2 separate regions of the Sus scrofa genome follow, and region 2 is linked to region 1. Evidence: chromatin contacts called from public Hi-C data. All regions are on one chromosome and are shown on one strand. Each heading gives the region's core, a stretch centred on a gene start, on an enhancer-like site or on the middle of the called end of the contact. The rest is flanking DNA. Distances are from core to core; before and after follow the strand shown. Region 1 has its middle 91 kb from the start of TES. Region 2 has its middle 51 kb from the start of TES.

Region 1 (3,545 bases), core at 493-2,992:
ATTTAATTTTTTGGATTTATACTTAGATATACCTCTTGCATCTCACATAATTTTGTTTTTTAATCAAGTATTGGATTTTTTTAACATCCAAACCAATTCTTCCCTTTCCTAACTGAATTCATAACCAATTGTGAGATAGAGGCAAAGTCATACCAGTGGCCTCTTAAAAGGTGACTTAGAACTTAACTTTAGATCTGCAAACATAACTGGTCTCCAACACTTAGTCCTGGAATGAGAAAGTTGGACCCAGTGAGTCCAAAGCAGAGTTGGAAAATCAAAAGCCTTCCCTAGGCCTTCCCCACAGGGCCAGAGACTGGCCTGAGTTGCTCATCCCTCCAGGGAAAAGTGAGTCAGAATGGCTAGAGCTGGAACTGACATGTTCAAGGGAGTTTCTCCACATAGAAATAAGAGGCCAGGAGAAAAGGCGATTCTTCCATTTGGGGAAAGAAACCTGATGATTTAGCTTTGTCCCCTTTGATAATATTAACTACTGTTCCCTTCATATAACCTTTTGTGTTTAATTTTATATAGTGAACTGTCTTTTACTATAGAGCCAGTATCCTTAGATATATCTATGTAAAACGTTTCCTGCCTCAAATTTCTCAAATTGAGGCCCTTTCACTCTTCCTTTAAAGATATGTCATTGTTCTATTATAACCGCTGCCTAGTAGAAATAATAATTGGTATTTTTACAGCGTAGCCTTCAGTTGTACTCATATTTTCATATTAACAAAGTGCATTTTCCTGAGTTGATTTTATCAGCGGCTTTACTTCCAAAATAATTTCCTTTTAGGAAAATATCAGAATAGCACATATAACTGTCCCCAAATCATATCCTTAATAAGATCACTTGGGAACATGAATCAAAGAAGGTGTGTAACCATCACAGTTCTGCTACTGAAATAGCAAGCAAAAGAATACTTGTTGTTTAAAGAGTTCAAGACATAAGACATAGATTTCGAAAACATCAAACCAAGGGCTAGGAAGAGCACTCTGCCTTTTGGAATTTTTATTGTAGTTTGTAGCTTGTACCTCTATCTAGCTTTCTAGTGCCTGTCCACAAAATCCTAATAAGAGAAAAAATAAGAAAGAGAGAGACTGACTGACTCTTGGAATTAGGCTAACAGGCATCCTTAAAATAGGATATTTGGACTTCCTCCAACTGGTGTCTTTAAAGCATCCGTTGATTAACAGGCAAATAGGATGAGTGAATTCATTATGAGAAGTGAATCTTTTGCCTCCACCAGAGTATTTCAGTGTTATTGTAATCAGATCTGTCACCCCATTCAAAGTTCTTGGGCTCACTGGCTATCACTTTTCTCACTCATCTTTGAAATGGCTTTAGTATTCCCTCTGTGTGGTTCAACTGTCTCACCTAAACTTTCATTAGGCTGATTCGTTCATTCCCCAGCAGGGTTATTTGATGTGCTTTTCTCCCATGGCATCCATAGGATAAAGCTGTCTTTTACTGGCTCTTATCGCAGCAGGATTCAGGATGCTCATTTTGGAAAGATTACAGGTCTTAGTAGATGGTAGAGAGTTCAGCAAAATGCACATAGAGTTTAAGAATTGTTTTTATAAGACTTGAAATCTATTTTGCTTATATTGAAATGGTTTTCTGCAGAGCGTAAAAATCCTGCCGGATTTTGTTTTCAGAGGATTGTGTGACATTAGAGTCTGCTCAGAGTGAGCAGCCAAGCAGAGCACTCTCTGCTCTACAGATTTGCATTGTTCTGCTAACTTGTCTGTGCCAAAAACACTCAGTTGCTCCCTTTCACCAGCCTCTAAGGTCATAAGACAGACAGTTCTTTCTTGATTACTCAAACAAATACACGTCTGATTCAGAGGGGGGAAAAGAAAGTTGCCAACAGTCAACATTTAGGAAGGGCAAGGCTGCTTTCGCTTTTTAAGCCAACCTGATGAATCATCACATCCATGACTAATTGTGGTATTAAAATGTGCCCAGTAATATAGCCTATTTTTTAGAGAGAAAAATACTAATAGAGACACAAAGAAATATGGATGAAAACTAGCCACTTCTGCATGAATATATAGATGGTTCAATAATCAGAGTTGACTTGATAAACATCTACATGCAGACTTTCAATTAAGTCCTAGAAAATATGGAATTGGCATTGCTCTCAACCTGACTTTCCTTAAAAGAGTCAATTTCATGAGCTCAATTTTTTTTTTCCCAAATGTTTTCTAAATTTCATAAAGCTATGCATGGGCAGTGACTTCAATAAATTATGATGCAGAAAGTTTTTGTTTTATGGAAATAATAAAAACAGACTATGGCATACAAGTATATACATATATAAATGTAATATATAATATAAATATTTATGTAATATATATACACATATAAGCACATATATACATATATATGAATTATATATATCTAATATATGTACATATATATCTATGTCCAATATTTTCTTTGTATAGGTACCAACAATATAGCAATTAAAAAAAGGACACAAAGTTCAGTGTTCATAAATAAAATTTTATTGTAACACACACATATTCATTAAGATGTTGCCTGTGGCTGCTCCCCTGCTATACTGCAGTTGAATAGTTATGACAAAGACTGAGTGTGGTACTCCCCTTGCATTGCAGTGCTGTACAACAAATCACAGGGTAGCACTTAGAACTTGACAGTGTTTGAGCGACATGCATATCACCACATTATTTCATTAGTATTATTATCATTACCATTTCATACCTGTCATGTTAAAACAAGAATTGAAAAGTGGACTTTAAACAGAAGACCATAAAATAAAATATAATAAATAAATAAATAAACAGAAGACCATACTTCCTTAAAAGTATAATTGACTTATAATATTATATTATTTTCAGGTGTATAACATAGTAATTTGGCATTTTTATATGTCACAAAATGATCACTGCAGTAAGTCTAAGTATCCTCAGTCACCATTCAGTTATTACATTAATATTGACTAGGTTCCCTATGCTGTACATTATATCTGTGTGGTTTATTTATTCTATAACTGGAAGTTTGTACCTCAATCTCCCTCACCTATTTCCCTTTTTAGGGTTGCACCCATGGCATATGGAGGTTCCTACACTGGGGTCCAGTCAGAGCTGCAGCTGCCGGCCTACACCACAGCCACAGCAACATTGGATCTGAGCCACATCTGTGACCTAAGCCACAGCTCATGGCAACAACAGGTCCTTAACCCACTGAACGAGGTCAGAGATCAAACCTGCGTCCTCATGGATGCTAGTCAGATTCATTTCCACTGCGCCACCGACGGGAACTCCCCCCACTATATTCTCTGTATCTATCAGTCTGTTTCTGTTTTGTTATGTTTAGATTACTTTCTCTTTGTTGTGTATGTCTTGTCTTTTCCACTTAGAGATGTCCCTCTAAACATTTCTTATAAGGCTGGTTTAGTGGTAACAAACTTTTTTAGCTTTTGCTTGTCTGTAAAATTCTCTGTCTTTCCTTTAAAGCTGAATGATAGCCTTGCCTGGAAGAGTGTTCTTGGTTGTGGACATTCTCCTGTCATTACTTTGAA
Region 2 (3,881 bases), core at 1,320-3,819, 40 kb before region 1:
GGTGAGAAGTATTTTCAGTGCTGCTCAAGATTTAGGGAAAGAACTTAGAACACAGGGCCTTGTTTATTCTCCAAGTAAAATAAAATTCACTTAATTAAGGGAGATCGAGAGGAGATTTATTAATCATCCACAAGTTCCCGAGTGCTATAGATACACAACTATATATAATTTAGGCCTTTCCATCAAGAAGTTCACAATCTCATAAAGGAGACAGGTATTTAAACTAACTGGCAATCCATTGTGACAAACAGAAGAGTAGAGCTAAAATCTGGAGATCAGCCCAGGAGTTTGTCAAACCCTATATTTTATCAGAGAATAACGGTGTGTTATACTAATTTCATAATCAGTGATTTACTCAATTTCTTATAATTTCTTTCTCAAATTTAAGGTGCATTACTTCTCTTGAATTGCAATTAATGTAATATCTTCAAAGTATTTAGGCATGTGTAAGAGTGAATCGTAAGGGAGTATGTGAATTTTGACAGTCCTGACTGACAAAGGCATAAAGTACATCTTCCCACAGAAATTTTTTCTTTCTTTCTTTGCTCCAAATGAAGTTCTACTGATAGACATGAAATGGGAGGTGGGAGTTGGAAACTGGGGAAGAGAAGATGGAGGACAACATAAGACAAGAGCAGCCTCATCCTACAGTGATTTTCCAGGTCTCACTCTATTTTCCACCATATGGCACTGCACCCAGCATTTTCTAGTATCAGAAAATACACTTTGCAGTTTTGCAAAATCTATAAAGTAACTGTAGGGCATTATTGTGAACTCGTTATCATTTAATATTTATTAATGATGCTCCTCTGCCTATTCCTTTCTATAGCAGCATAAAGCAAAACAAGCAAGCACTACAGGCAAAGCCACTGCCATAAAGGGTTTTATCCCAGAGGGAGGGTTCAATATTCCCATCAAAGCCTGAGAATAATTCTTGCTTTTTCACTTATAAAATGAACATAGGAATTTCCATTACTTATCTCCAGCCAAAAAGTCTTTGGGGATAATTACAGAGCCTTTTTCAGATAACTTAATATAGGTTTACCAAAGGAAGAGTTAACTGCTTTAGAATGACCTTTTTTACTTGTTGTATGTTGGGGCAAACATTATTAAGTGAGAGCAAATTTGGGCTGGAACACCTTTTTTAAACAAAGTTCATTCTTAGTCACTCTCTCCTTTTTAAAATTGCCTTAGTATTCTTTTGAATAACAGAGCTAGTCACTGTTCTAAATATTTTATACATATACACTCAATCCTCATAACCATTTCAGGTAGTTCCTTTTATTACATCATGTGGAAGATAAGGAAACTGGAAAAAGTGGAATTATGCAAATTTGGCCCAAGCTACAGAGCTAGGAAGGGAAAAAACTGGAATTTGAATTCTGGCCATCCAGCCCCAAGGTCTGAGTTCTTCTTCACTTCACCATGGTCCTACAGTGAGGACGTATCTCTTCCCTTTCATGTAAACTATGACAGGACCACATAAACATAGTTGTCCATGGCTTGTCTGCTCTTGCACAGGGATTTCTCCCATGTACCTTTGCATCTTCCAAAAGCTTTAACCCATCCTTTAGAGAAAGTTCTCTCCTTAACGAGTTGCTCCACATCACATTGATTCTTGGCCTTGCAGCCAGCAGCAGCTCCATGTCAGCCTGCTAAAGACAAAACCCTTTCTGTTTCTCAACCAAATCCCTCATATTTTGAGTTGAAAACAAGAACTGCCCTACTGAGGTGCCAAGGGAAACATTCTTACGTTATGAACTGTTTCTAACAAATGTTTTGGAGATTTTAAAGGGACAGCTTTCTAAATATCTGAGACATTTGCAAACAAACCAGAAACACAGGCCAGCTTTGCAGCCCAAGTATTGACTCTGGGTTGTATAATCTTTCTGAGAGGAGCTATTGCAATGCCCAATTATCAATTGTCCAATGATAACAAATGTTTTCTAGGATTGAAGTAATCAGAGTAATCTAGGTCTTTGATTTTGAAATGTGCATTGTTAATATAATTTTGGCATTCTTTAGCAGAGTTCAAAGTGGAATCAAAAATTTATATTTATAAAGTTTATAATCATTCCACAAAGCTCAAGACGTTTGGCAGTGCTCAGGAAACTTAAAAAGAGTAATAAAAGATTGCCATGAGGAATTCAAAACTGCCTTGTATGGTAATGCCGATTCAAACCACCACATAGCTCAGCACTGTAAGTTCAGCTGTAGTTTTAGAAATGGATCAGTGTGTAGCTGCAGTAGTTGCTAACATAGTGGCTTTCCTGTTAAGGATAAAGAAGGGATTTTGGAAAATTTACAGTTAATGTCTCAGTTTTGAAAACATATTGGAGAAATGAGAGAGAGAGAGAAAAACAAACAGAGAGAACTTTTCAATTTTTGGTTCCATTTACTAAGTATTTATTAGCTCCTTCAACTTTTCTTCAGCACCAGCAGCTCTGCCTTGCCTTGTAATTGTAAACTGCACATTTTTTTTAATTCCAACCTGGCATGCACACTGTGTTCCTGCCCAGCCCAAGCTCCTTCTGAATCCTGGCGTTCCAAACCCGGCTCTCCCAAGCTCTTGCTTTGTTGGCAGCCAGCAAAAGGGGTTTCCTTATGAATCATAGTGTGTGGGGAGGCTGAGTGGTATACCCTTCACTTATGCCATAATCTGTATGGAATGTATTTGAAATAGAAGACAGAAATCTAGAGTTTAGTTCAACATCTGACTTCAAGCACATTCTCAAATAATTGGAGTGCAATACGGAAAACTCGCTGTGTCTCCACTGCCATGGAAAAGTTTAGTCCCATTAACATTGTCTCCAAAGGGACAGGAACTAAGTTGTACACTTTTGGGCTCCAAGATCTCTGACTAGGAAGGAGTCCGCTTCCTGACCCTTTAAGATGACCTAGCTTTCCTATTCAGTTAGTATACTTTTATTCTGTCCTAAGGTGAACTGAAGTAAAAAGGCATGTGGTTGAGAACACACAGTTGCCATAGAAAAAACTTTTCATCAGTTCTACTGAACAAGTATAAACTCTTTTAACTGCAAGAAGAAGGGTAAAGAATAGTACAAAATAGGTGTGTTTTTAAAAGTCAGAATAGACATGAAAACATGTTCCCACAACCAGTCATCACCTGTTTATGTTACAATGAAGAAAATGGGCTTACTTATAAGCAATATGCACTTATCTGGCAAAACAAATTATTAGTTATCAAGTTCTAAATTTCACTTCAAAGAAACTAGATACACTGCACTAAACAAATCTTTTTTTTTCCTTAATTGCACTAAATACCCAAATATCTTAAATGAAAAAAAAAAAAAAAAAAAAAAAAGACTAGCGAAGGCATTCTGAATAAACAGGAAACTGCAAATTTTTTATCTATAAGCCATGATTTTCCCCCAAAGCTAAAATGTGTCAAACTTCCATATTCTCCCAAACTATAGTGAACATCATGTTTCAGAAATGTAAAATGCATGTATGTCACAAAGTTTTCTCAATATTATGATCATAATTTCTTAATCCACAAATCTTATAAATGGAAGTAAGTCTGACACCTGCTGATTTTGATTAATACTCAAAGAAATGGGAGTTCCCGTCGTGGCGCAGTGGTTAACGGATCCGACTAGGAACCATGAGGTTGCGGGTTCGGTCCCTGGCCTTGCTCAGTGGGTTAACGATCCGGCGTTGCCGTGAGCTGTGGTGTAGGTTGCAGACGCGGCTCGGATCACACGTTGCTGTGGCTCTGGCGTAGGCCGGTGGCTACAGCTCCGATTCAACCCCTAGCCTGGGAACCTCCATATGCCTCGGGAGCGGCCCAAGAAATAGCAACAACAACAACAAAAGACAAAAAATAAAAATAAATAAATAAATAAATAAAAAATACTCAA

The links. Hi-C and Micro-C count contacts between places; a contact is called where the count stands out from the background.
Region 2: a contact with region 1 is called in a Hi-C map of skeletal muscle, with 3 times the contacts expected there. The contact joins two enhancer-like sites. A contact is called at or near these places in 18 of 47 Hi-C or Micro-C datasets (alveolar macrophages, differentiating spermatogonia, embryonic fibroblasts and 10 more).

What each region holds. Positions count from the first base shown.
Region 1 is chr18:29,843,433-29,846,977 of Sscrofa11.1, reverse strand. No RefSeq gene overlaps it. Among named protein-coding and RNA genes, the nearest start is that of TES, 91 kb to the left of the region's middle. Within about 2 kb of position 1,742, at least 23 of the 83 cell types and tissues checked have an H3K27ac peak or open chromatin away from gene starts, as enhancers often do. A contact at or near this core is called in embryonic fibroblasts, skeletal muscle and subcutaneous adipose tissue, where this site is marked.
Region 2 is chr18:29,883,424-29,887,304 of Sscrofa11.1, reverse strand. No RefSeq gene overlaps it. Among named protein-coding and RNA genes, the nearest start is that of TES, 51 kb to the left of the region's middle. Within about 2 kb of position 2,569, at least 18 of the 83 cell types and tissues checked have an H3K27ac peak or open chromatin away from gene starts, as enhancers often do. A contact at or near this core is called in embryonic fibroblasts, skeletal muscle and subcutaneous adipose tissue, where this site is marked.